Regions from separate parts of the Cricetulus griseus genome. Here region 1 is linked to region 2. A link is a contact called in public Hi-C data. All regions are on one chromosome and are shown on one strand. The core of a region is the stretch at or near the end of the contact, and the rest is flanking DNA. Distances in the headings are between cores, read along the strand shown. Region 1 holds the start of Denr (density-regulated protein). Region 2 holds the start of Rsrc2 (arginine/serine-rich coiled-coil protein 2).

Region 1 (6,718 bases), core at 1,279-3,778, 140 kb before region 2:
GTATTCAACCATGGTTACCACAGTTTCTCTACAATAAAATTAATTAAGCTCATAAAAAAAAAAAAAGTTGGGGCTGGAGAGATATCTCAGTGGTTAAAAAAGCTTACTGCTCCCACAGAAGACTCGGGTTTGATTCCCTGCACTCATGTGGTGGCTCAGAACCACCTGTGACTCCAGTTCCAAGAGATCCAAAGCCCTTCCCCTCTGTGGGTTCCTGCACATTTGTGGCATGCATACACACACTCAGGCACATACAGAAACCCATTTTTTAAAAAAGTAGTTACCTTTAATCCCAGCACTCTGGGCGGAGGCAGGTAGATCTCTAAGTTCCAGGCTAGCCAAGGCTACAAAGTGAGACTCTGTCTCAGAAATAAATAAATAAATAAATAAAAATATATAAATAAATAAATAATAAAAAGAACAAGTGGGTGATGACTGGAGATAAACTGTCTTAGGCTTTCCTTGGTGATGGGGGGGGGCAAACCTGTTTGTTACTAAACTCCAACTTTGTTTTGTTAAAAACTCTAAACTGGGCAGTGGTGGCACACACCTTTAATGCCAGCACCCAGGAGTCAAGAAGCAGGCGGATCTCTGTGAGGTCAGCCTGTCATACAGAGTAAGTTCCAGGACAGCCAAGGCTACACAGAGAAACCCTGTCATTAAAACGGAGTCTGGACTGGGGAGATGCCTTAGTCTCATTCAATAAAGTACTTGCCACAGTACATAAGCCTAAAGACTGAGTCGGAATCCCCAGCAACCTCAGCATCCACGTAAAAGCAAACACAAACACAGGACTACAATCGAAACACTGGGGAGGCGGAGGATCCCTAGTGCTTGTTCAAAAAACACCCACCGTGGAGTGTGACCCAACTTTGACCTCTGGCATCATATGCAGGCACAGCCACAGCTACACACAAAACCTAACTGTCCATAGACTGTCTACTGCACAGCCTGCCAGCCTCATCTGCTCTACTCCTTAACCATCACCCTTCCTGTACTGTAACAATCCAAAGTTGCTCTCAGAGCTCATGGAGTAAAGGCACCTGAGTTCAACCCCCACGATCTGCATGGTAGCCCCCAACATTCACACATGGATCATGACACAAATGCACACAAACACAAATAAATTAAAGTTAAAAAAAAAAAAAAAGCCCTCAAGATTCTAGTCAGCCATCAAGATTAATCCTTCCTCACCCCAGTACTGGGATTTGAGGCTCTGAACTTTCTAGACAAGTGTTCTGCTGCTAAGCAACATCTCCAGGCCTTCCTTTTCTTCCCAACTTTCTTTAGGATGTCCTTTCTCACTTCCATACTTCACGTATTTTACAAGCTCTCCATAACAAAGCAATATGCATCCAACATCTGGCTGGGATAATCCACTTGCCTTTCTCTATTCCAATTGGACTGTAAACTCCTCTAAGTCAGAAAGCGAGACCCAAATGACACAGGACAAGAAGTTAACCTATGCGTCCTCACTAGGCTCCCTCCTTAAGAACCCACCAAACCATAAGTAGACAGAACTAACAAGACCAAAAGTGAAACTACCACATTAGGCATAAAAAGTGAGCAAAAGTCATTTCTTTTTCCTTCCAACACTTGCCTCCACAATAAAGGACTCGAAGAGGGTATTCCGAATCTAACTTGGCACTGTTCCTCGTATCGCCTTTGCAATCAGCCCCACTGGATTCAGAAACGTCAGTGGCCATCTCACAAACCTGTAAGCAAAACGACACAACTTCACTATTTTGGAGCTCGACCACCCAAAAAGCAGCATATGGGTGCAGTCCTTAGCTTTCACTATGTACCCCAGCCCCCCGAAGCTGTTTCGATTCTATCAGAAAGGACACACGTTTAGTTGGAGTGGCAAAATATGACCAGTTGTGAGCTCATCTACGGGTTCCACGGATTTACAGGGAAAGCAGGAGTAAAAGAGCCAACGAAGGCTGAGTTTTGGGGCGAGGGCAAAAGGGACACCAGAGAAAAAGGAGAAGCGGCTGGGGGGTACAGGAGGGGTGGGTGACTTCAACACGGACAGGGCAGCTCCGAGGCTCACAATACGGGAGGGATGCAAACTGTAGGGACGGCTACGGAGCGTCTGCACGACAGGGGCGAGTCACTCGAGGTGACCAGAGTGTAGGGTGAGGCGACAGCAGGGTACCAAGGGAGAGAGACCGAGTCAGGCCTCGGGAGACAACGCTGGGACGAAGGACCAAAGGGGCCGGCAGCGCTTGGCAGGGCTGGCGCTATGGGGAGACCCCCCATGTGGGCGGGCGTGGAGACAGACGCTCGGCCCGGCCCCCTTCCTCCAGCAGCGCCCCGGCTGCCCCACACGCTCCACCGGCTCCTGGGGAGCCGCAGAGGCGCGAGCGCTCGTTACCCAGCCGGTCGCACGGCCCCCGCCGCCTCCGCTCCCGCCCGCCGAAGCGACACATGCAACTCCTCTTCCCCGGCCACAGCAGTCCGAAAGCCGTCTGGAGGCTCGCTCGCGCGAGACAATAGGCCTTTATCGCGAGATCCCGGCAGCCGCTAGCCGGATGTCGCGAGAAGCCTGACTGCCGCGGGTGGGCGGGGCGAAGAGGGAGGGACATGCGCGCTGCGCTGGGGTAGAGGGAACGGGGCTGGATGGCGTAGAGGCAGGCGGCCGGTAGGAGGCGCTCGCTAGCTAGTGGCGAGGACGAACCAGCGGCGCCTCTGGATGGATGTTCCTGCGCAGTGGGGCGTGCACCGGACTGGCAGAGAGGCGCTTGAGTCACAGGTGACTCTATTAATGATGTGGCACCTTGCCCCAGTGTCTGGGCTACATCCTAGAGTCCCAGCTAGCCTCTAGCCGGATGGATAAGTCACCCCTTCTGCGGAGAGATTGCGGCTGGATGAGACACTGGGTTTCCTTTCATTGCTATATCCTAAACTGGAATTATTCTTGCAAAGATCCTATCAATTACTGTTTTAAATTTACCTCACCAGGCTCACAACTATTTTCGTACGATTTGTGCATATCTCGTCTTCTACGTGTTCTATGCTTGAATTTATGCATACCATTTCAGGGTTTCTGGTTTTAACCGCACACAAGCCTTGCCTTGGTTTTGCTTCCTTGTTTTTATCTTGGGGGAACCCCTTCATCCGCATACTCAGCCCAAGTCCCACTTGTGAAACGGGAATAACGCTAAGACACGTAAGAAAGGGCTTGGTAGAAAGAAAGACAGTTACTGCTCCTCTGCATCACCTCTACTCCCAGTGCCAACTACATTCACAGACACTGCAGCCAGCCCTTTCATTTTGTTTACAACTTACTTTACATGGACTAAGTTATCTGAAACACTCTTCACCAGAGATCCATCCAGCGTGGTCTCCCATAACGTTTTTTTGGTACTGGGAATCGAACCCAGGGCCTAGTGAATGCCACTGACCTCTAATAATGTTCTTAAATAAGACAAAACACATTCCGGCATTTCATGATACATGTCTTTAATCCTAGCACCAAGGAGGCAGAGATCTCTGTGAGTTCCATACCAGGCAAGGCCCTGCCCCCAAAAAGTAAAATTAAGCCGGGTGTAGTGGCCTTATCCCAGCACTTGGGAGGCAGAGGCAGGTGGATCTCTGTGAGTTTGAGGCCATTGTGGTCTACAGAGTGAGTTCCAGGACAACCAGGGCTACACACAGAAACCCTGTCTCAAAAACAAACAAACAAACAAACAAAAAAACAGAAAGAAAAAAAGAAAAGCACATTTTTAAAACCAGTGCCAAGATTCAGGGCTGAATGTGTGACCCCGTTGGCAAGCATGAAGACTTGAATTAGATTTCTAGGACCCATGTCCAAAGCCAGGCATGGAGACCAGTAAGATGGCTTAGTGGACAGAGGACCTGCCACACAGGCCTGACCACCTGAGAGTTTAACTCCTGGAACCCACATAAAGTTGAAAGGAGAGAACCAACTCCACAAAGTGGCCCTCTGACCCTCACACGTCTTCCATGGCACTCCTAATCATATAAAAACACAAGAAACAAATAAATATTTCAAGCCAGATGTGGTGTGGCATGTTTATAGTCCCTGTGCCAGGGAACTGGAGACAGAAAGATCCCTGGGGTTCACTGGGCATCTGCCTACCCTAGCTGGTGAGGCCCAGGCCAATGAAGAGACCTTGTGTAGAAAGAGTGCACAGTTCCTTAGGATGACACTCGTGTTGCCCCTTGCCCACACATGCACACACATGCACGAGCGAGCGCGCGCACAGCGAGCGCGCGCGCACACACACACACACACACACACACACACACACACACACACACGAACATGCATATATTGCCGACATTTTAATGGCACATAAAATAATTGCACATGTGACAATCATGGCTTTTAGATGTAGATTCGATGACTTGGGAGTGAGTGCCCGGTCCTTCCTTTGTGCCTGAAATGCCAATGTACTCAAGTTTTTTTCTACCTTTGTCCTCCTCAGCTTTGTCCAGAAGGGGGTGCTGTTTAAGCTGTTACTCTAGCTTCCTGGTCCCTAGTTTCTAACTCGGTGTTCAGCCATGGGAGCAGCCTTCTTCAACCCTAAGCATCATACCTGGCTGTACTGATGTTTTACGTGCCCCTTCACCCCACCCACGACCCTGGCCCCCTTAGTCAGTTAGGGGAATCCCACTGCCTGGGATTCTGTGATGTTGCACAACCGTGTGATTTTCCAAGTTTTCTCTGTCCAACTTTTCAACAGTTTCAAACCAGGTGAATCCAATTTCCAGAACTCAGTTCTCTTGCTTTACACTTTTACACTTTTACAAGGTGTTTTTCTGGGTGTACACTTGGCATTGGAACCCAAATTTGCATTTTTTTTTCTATCATAACACACAGTCTTAGACCTTAGGTACAGTAAAGGCCACTGAGCAGCTGGGAGAATCTTCCTCAGAAATGTGAGGTCTTCTACTTCTTAAGTGCAGCCCTTCTACTCAGGGGTCTGGGGATGTAGCTTAGTTAGAATAGTCATTGCCAAGCCGGGCATTGGTGGCGCACGCCTTTAATCCCAGCACTCGGGAGGCAGAGGCAGGTGGGTCTCTGTTGAGTTCAAGACCAGCCTGGCCTACAGAGTGAGTTCCAGGACAGCCTCCAAAGCCACAGAGAAACCCTGTCTTGGAAAACAAAACAAAACAAAAACAAAAAAAAACAGAAACCCAAAAAAGAATAAAAGAGTAGTCATTGCCTACCATGAAGCAAGTCCTAGGGTACGGTCTCCAGCACTGCACAGACCAGGTGCAGCGGCACACACCTGTAGTTCCAGGTGAGAGGTGGAGGCAAGAAGATCAGAAGTTCAAGGCTAGGCTAGAGAATTGGCTCAAGTGCTTAAGAGCAATTGCTGCTCTTCCCAAAGACTGGACTGTAGGCAGCAGCACCCACAATGTGAGACTTACAAATGCCCACAACACCAGCATCCTCTTCTGAAGTCAGGCATCTGCACTCGTGTGCATGAACCCCTACACAGATACATACACATCACTAAAAATAAAGCTTTGAAGAAAAATAACAGCTGTCTACTGCAGGCATCCTGATGCTCATATATATGCTAAAAAAGATTGAAATAGTCTGGGCCTGGTGGCGCAGGCCTTTAATCCCAACACCCAGGAAGCAGAGGCAGGCAAATCTCTTGTGTGTTCCAGAACACTCAGGACTTCATAATAAGACACTGTCCCCCAAAAAAGTATCATGGCTGATGTGGTCCTACTATTCTCTCCCCTGCCAAATCCATCTGGCTCTGTATTGGGTGATTCACAATTGCATAATATTGATGCTAACAGGACTGGCTCTGATCCACACATATGCAAAGGTAGCTCCTTCAGATGAGCTGTTTAATCCTCTGTGGATATCACGTAGTTTCTCATTTATACTGAAATTCAGCTCCATCTTTCTGATGGCCTGTGTGTATAGGGATGTAAATATAGTTTTATATACACACACACACACATACACACACACACACACACACACACACACACACACACACACACACACACGGTGATTTTGTTTTTTTATTGGTTTGTGTTTTTGTTTGTTGATGTTTGTTTGTTTTCTGAGGCAGAGTCTCTCTGTAAAACAGTCCTGGCTGTCCTGGAACTGGTTTTGTAGACCAGGCTGGCCTCAAACTCATTGAGATCCACCTGCCTCTGCCTCCCAAGTGCCGGAATTAAAGGCTTGTGCCACCATCACAGGCAATATTTTTTTAATAATATCTTGTTTATCGGGAATTCCCCTTACCCCAACTCCTCCCACATTTTACATTCTGCCTTCATCTCTAAAACAAAATCACACACACAAAAAAAAATCAAGTCCAGCTCATGTTAATAGACTATCCCTGGACTTCAGACCTGCCCTGAAGTGTGATTAATATACCAGGTATCTCTCCATCGAAGAAAACTGACTTTCCCTCCTCCAGCAGCAATTAAATGCCAATGACCACTCTGCTAGAAGTGGACTTAGTGCCCGCCTCCCTGGAGGAATGTCTGCTTGAGCTTGTGCAGATCTTGTGCACGAGGTCACACTCTCTGTTAGTTTATACGTGCATCTGCCTGTAGTATCTGGACAATGCTGTTTCCTTGAAGTTCACCACCACCACCCTGCTTTTAGAAATCTTTCCACCCCGTCTTATACATAGATCCCTGAGCCTTGAGTGGAGCAGTGTGATGAAACAGCCCATTTAGGACTGAGCGTTCCAAGGTCTCTTATTATCTG
Region 2 (6,802 bases), core at 3,389-5,888:
ATAAGCACAAAACCACAAACAGGTTTTTTGGGCTTTTTTGTTTTGTTTTGTTTTTGGTTGTTTTTGAGATAGGGTTTCTCTGTACTGCTTTGGACCCTGTCCTGGAACCAGCTCTGTAGACCAGGCTGGCTTTGAACTCAGAGTTCTGCCTGACTCTGCCTCCCGAGCGCTGGAATTAAAGGCATGAGCCACCAATGCCCGGCGACCACAAACATTTCTTGCCAAGTTACAGTTTTGATTTTCATTAATCAGATTGTCAAAGATTTGGAACTTTCTTTGTGTCTTCCATCATGGTAAACAGACACAAAATATAAGACACAAAATTCAATCCAACCAATCAGACTCCTTTGTTCTTTCTGTAGTTAGGAACAGTCATAATGTCTTAGAGAACTAACAGGCGTAACAGACTGCTTCAGCATGGCAGTGGTGGTGCATGCCTTTAGTCCCAGCACTCAGGAGGCAGAGGCAGGTGGATCTCTGTGAGTTCAAAGCCAGTCTAGTCCAGAGAGAGTTCCAACACAGCCAGGACAACACAGAAACACTATCTTGAAAACAAAACAAAATAGCAGAATGCTTCTACTGTATAAGGAAGAGATAGGTCAGCTATTTGAAGATTCCCAACTCCTCTATGGCCTAGGAACTTGAACTGTGTTTCATCCTACAGGTAAAATAGAGTCTGAAGTCAAAATGGCAGTACTTAGGCCAAAGTGCTTTTGTTTGCTCCTTTCAAGTAGGCAGAGACAGTCAGATCTCTGTGAGTTGAAGGCCAGCTGGGTCTACATATCAAATTCCAGTATATGCAGGACTACATACAGACCCTGTCTCAGAAAACAATAACAACAAATAACAACAATAATAACAAACAAGTTGGGCAGTGGCAGTGAATGCCTTTAATCCCAGCACTTAGGAGGCAGAGGTAGGTGGATCTCTGTGAGTTTGAGACTAGCCTGGTCTACAGAGTGAGTTCCAGGACAGCCAGGACTGATTCAGAGAAATCCTGTCTTGAAAAAACAAACAAGCAAAAGTATTGTCATATATCTTTACTTTAAAACATAACCAGGCAAGACTTTTCTCTTTAGTCTGCCTAGTCAGTCATCAAGTACTTTTATATTGTAAGGCATATCTCAAATTTATACAGGATCCTAAGTAGGGATATAAACCAGGATGGACACAGAAGAGCAAAGGTACCTTGTTTAACCCCTTATCTCCCAAAAGCTAATATCAAGTTATAGGAACCAGGCATCAAGAAGAATACATGACTCAAGCCTGACTTAAAGTCTTAGTATTATGCCTAAACTAGGGATGGGAACCATTGTGAATTGTGAATTGAGAATATATACCTCCATGAAAAAGATCCATATAAGGCAGGGACATACTTATCACCGACATTGAAAGTCTAGTGAAAATAATTCTGCCTCAGTCTCACTGTATAACTTATCAAGAAAGATGGGTAAGAACAAGTGCTGGCTATTAAATATTGGCTAAATGGAATCTTCATTGTAGCCTGGGCTACAGTTAAGACCCTGCCTTTAAAAAAAAAAAAGAAAAGAAAAAGTTAAAATACAGAAAAATGCACAGAAAGAATAAATCAGAATAAACCCCACAAGAGTTCATTTAGCCTGTGACTATATTTGGCTTGGATTATGTAGTAAAGCACTTGAGAACCTAACCCCTTTACCTATATATGCTACACACACACACCCTCTGAACAATACACCTAACTACCTCCAAATGCCTTCAGACTGGCATCTACATCATACCAATCTCTGAACAGTAAAATAAATGTCTGTACCCTTAACAATTAAATTCAAATAGTTTCTAGTCAAATGTACTTCCAATGCAGTTAAGTACAAAGCACAGAAACACGGTCAGGCTTCAACTGGTTTTGAGTACATGTACAGTAAGGCAAAATTGTATCAAGAAGTTTTTAGGGAAAACTCCCTATTTACCTTATTGGAAAGGATATGCGTAGCACAAAAGCAATTATGACCTCATCTGTCAATCAAAATAGAGAACTGCCTATACTACACCTCTTAGCAATCAAATGCCTCCCCCTCTTGAGCCCCACAAAAGGAAGCCACAAACCAGAGAGGCCTTGGGTACCTTCCCTCCGGTGTCCTGCTGCTTCCTGCAGGGCATTCTAGTCTTTTCTATTGCTTTGCATAGTCTCTCCACTATTTCTGTGCCTGGATGAATGTAGAAACACCTGACTCCAACCACCAGTCCTAAGAGTGCTTATCTTGGTAGAGAATGGGGCAGACCCGGGTCAGGGAGGGAGCCCTAGTCTTCAACCCTATTGGGAATGTCTTATTTTCTAAGCAGAAGGCAGATGGACTCATGACAGGACTCAGGCTGGCCTCCCACCTGCCTCATCCTCCAGACACTGCAATTACAGACTTGATCCACCACATCCAATCCAGCTTGCATCCACCTTGCATGTGAGTTAGGAAGTGTTGGAAACACTAAGATGACTCATAGGCACTATGAGATCATTACCTTCTCAGAGGAGATCCTCCCAAGTAAGTCTACTTGATACAAAGCAGTCACATTTTCTTTTCTTGAACCACCATTGATGTGTCCACTTCCAGTGTCATCACTTGTTAGCAGCTCAACATTGTTCCACATGCTTCTGAGATTGTCTGTGAGAGGAAGGGACCACCGTCTTTCCTAGAACAACAAATAAAGTTACAGATCAAATTATTTTTGTGCATAGGATCCAGTTCTTTTGGTAATGAAGTGTTACTCAAAGAACAAAAACTAGTATCAATATATTAAAACTTAACTTCAAACTGGGCAAAGGCCATGAACGCCTTTAATCCCAGTACTTGGGATTAAAGGCAGAGGCAGGCAGATCTCTTTGAGTTTGAGGTTAGCCAGTCTACTGGCTGAGTTCCAGGACAGCCATGGTTACATAGTGAAACCCTGTTTCAAAACCAAACAAACTAAGGGGGGGGGGGTTCCAGTTTGTATACCACACTAGGGTGTAATGAAGGTTAGGTGCATGGCAGGCAAGTTCTCTATCATGGCTACACCCTCCTTCATGAGATGGTTCCTACCTTCATCAAAAACTACACTGAAACCCAGGCAAGACTTTTTTCATTAACAAACACAATTCATATCATCTGTAAACTGAGTGGGACCGAAGTAATAAGGTAGAAAACATCCCTAGATAACTTTGGATATCTAAGGGGAGGGGGGATGCTAAAGATGGTTTATGGGTTAAAAGTGCTTGCTGCTCTTCCATTGGACCAAAATTCGATGCCCAGGACTTACATCAAGCTCCAGGTGACCTGATGACCTCTTCTTGACCCCACAAGCACCTGCACACAAAGGAATAATAATAAAATCTGTATTTTTTAAGCCTATGAGCAGGGCGGTGGCAGCACACACCTTTGATCCCAGCAGTAGGGAGGCAGAGACAAACCTGATCTCTGTGAGTTTGAGGTCAGCCTTGTCTGCAGAGGGTTTCTAGGCCAGCCAGGGATACACAGAGAAACCCTGTCTTGAACAGACAGAGAACAATTATGAGTGAGACAGAAAAATGTTTTTGCTATTATGGTTTACCTTTTTCTTTCTTTCTTTTCTTTTCTTTTTTTTTTTTTTTTTTTTTTTTTTTGGAGAGAGAATCTCCTGTAGACCACACTGGTCTCAAACTTGCTATGTAGACAAGGATGATATGATTTATGTGTTGCCAGGCAGTGGTGGCGCATTCCTTTTATCCCAGCACTTGTGAGACAGAAGCAGGAGGATCTCTATGAGTTCGAGACCAGCCTGGTCTACAAAGCGAGTTGCAGGGCAGCCTCCAAAAGCCACAGAGAAACCGTGTCTCGAAAAGTCAAATAAATACATAAATAAAACAGTTTTGTTTTACTTGTTTGGTAAAGGAGGTACTGAATCCTGGACGACGGGAAACCAACTACGTAAGGTCAAGGAAAACAGTGATTGCAGTCACTCGGAAGAGTGCAAAAGCTCAGAGACGGTAGGAGAGCGGTAAGGTCTTTAAAGACTGAATTTTCTACTTAGTGCAAGGAAGCGAACTAAGCGAACAGGTGATCAGCACAGACTTTTGGCATCATTGATTGCGAGAGAAAAACAGATGAGACAATATAACATCGTGAACGAGATAAAACAGTCAATGAAGCTACCCACGAACGCGCATCGGGCCAGCCAGCTAGAATCGCCTCCAACTTTCTCCCGCCAGCGTCAAGCTGACGAAAAGCCCCTTCCGTTTTCACCTGACACGACTCCCGCTTCCCAAAAGCAGCGCGGTAGAGCCTTCTCACCTGCAGCTGGAGAAACTAAAAGAGAACTCAAGTTTTTTACACTTCTTCCTGACTCACACAACCGCTCCTACTCTTTTTAGGTTCCACGCCACTGCTTTGAATTGGCGGGAGAACACCGCGCCCAACCCCTTCTACGGGGGCTGAAGCAGGCCAAAACTCTCTCACACTCGAACTAGGAAACCGCCCCGCCCTAGATCAAATTGAATCTCAACTAGGGAGGATTCATGTTATTGTGAATTCCTGGCCCCGCCCACTTCACAGGCCTTGCGCCACGCCCTTCGAAAGACTAGCCAATCACCATGTCGAACCGCGTTGTTATAGAAACTCTTATCGCCACCCCTTTTCTTTCCCAGCAAGCTGCGCGCCGCGCCAGGCCTCATCCCTTTTGTGCCATCCGGGTCTCTCGCGCCAGAGAAAGTCTGTGGCGAAGCTTCGGGGTGGCCAGTACTGTTGAGCGCGTCAAGCAGTGGTGCCGCGTTAGCGGCCGGGACTCAAAAACAATGGCGGTAGGTACTAACTCGAATTTGAAAGCCAGGGCTGGTTTTTTTTTTGTCTCTTTACACAGAGTGAACAGCTCTCGGAGCTGTTGTCCGTGCTTGTGTGTGGACAAAATGGCGCCGCGGCCGCTTTCTGCACTCGCCATCATGGCTTCCTGCCGCAGGGAGGGGGAGGTAAGGCGGTGTGGATGGGGGTGGGGAGCCGCAGGGAATGGCTTTTTTTTTCCAGAACTTTCCTCATCGTTTTCCTCACCCCGTATTTTAAGAAGCCCACCGAACTGTGGTACTCATCTCGTTAACCCAGACTAGTGGTATGTGTTGCGTTTCGGTAGGGCTTCTGAGTTTACGCTAACACTGGAGAAATGCGACTGGAAAGAAAAAAAAAATCAGAAACCGTCTCTGGCAGACTGTTTATGATTTTAGAGTGTTTGAAAGTGTTATGTATACAGTCTATACAGTCTTCTGCCTGCATGCCAACAGAGGGCACCAGATCTCATTCAAGGTGGTTATGAGCCACCATGTGGTTGCTGGGAATTGAACTCAGGACCTCGGAAACAGTCTAAGCCTTTTGGGCGAACCCTTAGATATGGGGTACTTTGCCTATTTTTTTTTTTTTTTTGCTTAGTGTTTGTCGGTGTGAACCTTCTCGGTTGGAGTTGAGATTGTCTTAAAGAGTAAAAATTGTTGTAATTATCCAGTTCCATTCCCTGGTATACTTGTGCCTCAGAGCGACTCGTTTTACCATTTTAAGTCTTTGAGAACCGCCGGGCTTGTTCCTTTAAGACCCCTTTCTTGACCCGTATAAAAACCGTACCTAAGTGACCTCTTTGAACAGGAAGCCTGCCCTGGATATACTATGCCCGTTTTTAGTGAATCATATTATCCTGTGACTGTTTTGTTTCTACTTATATAGAGAAAATATTTTTGTGACTAAAAGGTTTTAACTTCATATTGTAGACAAGAATTGCTCTCCCTGACAGTTGTAATTTTGAAATTAGAATGGTACAAGTAGGTTTTTTTCTGCATCTCATTATCCTTTATGTCTAGTTGAATTTAAAATATTTTTTCATGAGGCTTCAAAGAGTAGATAAGGTGCTTTAAATTACGGGACTAATACTTATAAATTGTGTCATGGGCCTCTTAATATACGTCAAGCAAATAGTAGTATTGTTTTTCTTGTGTTCCATTAAGTGAAATAAATTCAGATATTTGATTTCTGCGGTGCCCTCCACAATAAAGGCAATCCCCCAGAGAACTGGCCCAGTATTAAGCCTGCTATTTACTTCCTTTGCCCTGGGAAAGGAATTGTATGCTGTGCTTCAGTTATCTAGGGTTTTCAAGATGTAAATTGTAGAAAGCTGGTGGCTTTCTCATAGACCCAGTGACTAAATATAAGGCAGTTTGCGGTGTTTTTATGGATTTCAGCTAAATTGAAGTAAAGCTGAGTGATTTTGCTAATTGGGGCACCTAGTATTACATGTGTTTAATGGTGACATGGATTTTATTCTGTAGTGTGTTTTACATATGAAAGTGACGGCTAATAACCTGTGTCACACAGTGGTTCCTCTGTTGCCAGGCTTCTGAGCCTTTTGCAACATAAACATTAGTGGACTAGGTGTTGTCTTTTTCTATAGTTTTCAGTTCTCGTCTTCTCAGGAAAAGTGAATGTGTCTTACTATGATCCTAACAATGGGGGAGAGGGGTGCTGTAGCAGGATATTAAAAAGTTTGAGGGCAGCCGTGAACATAGCAGGCATCTGGGGGGCTGCTTGTGATTTGTGTTTGAAGTGTTTTTAGTTGAGATAAATATATCTTAGGCCAATCTGAAATTGTCTTTAAGGATAGTGAGAACAAGAATGAAAGAAAATGTTTTGGATCATTGTTGTTTGTGATAGAGCAACATGTATTACTAGTTGATAGCAAAAGATGGGGAGATTACAGTATTTTAGGGGAGTCAGGTAGTGTTTCTGGGTATCAGCTGTGAAGTAAGGTTGACCTTGATTCTGAATGATGAATGCTTTTC

The links. A called contact is a pair of places that touch in the nucleus more often than the background predicts.
Region 1: a Hi-C map of the CHO-K1 cell line shows a contact between it and region 2, with 4 times the contacts expected there. The contact joins the promoter of Denr here to the promoter of Rsrc2 in region 2. A contact is called at or near these places in 3 of 8 Hi-C or Micro-C datasets (the CHL-YN cell line, the CHO-K1 cell line and fibroblasts).

What each region holds. Positions count from the first base shown.
Region 1 is chr4:103,639,433-103,646,150 of CriGri-PICRH-1.0, reverse strand. It overlaps Denr (density-regulated protein), which reads right to left and starts at 2,528. Exons shown (of 8, transcript XM_027413958.2): 1 at 2,378-2,528; 2 at 1,601-1,715. The coding sequence starts at 1,706.
Region 2 is chr4:103,497,578-103,504,379 of CriGri-PICRH-1.0, reverse strand. Rsrc2 (arginine/serine-rich coiled-coil protein 2) reads left to right here and starts at 4,638. Exons shown (of 10, transcript XM_027413968.2): 1 at 4,638-4,789. The coding sequence starts at 4,784. It overlaps LOC100766053 (kinetochore-associated protein 1), which reads right to left and starts at 4,431. Exons shown (of 65, transcript XM_027413966.2): 1 at 4,284-4,431; 2 at 3,274-3,320; 3 at 2,497-2,667. The coding sequence starts at 2,625.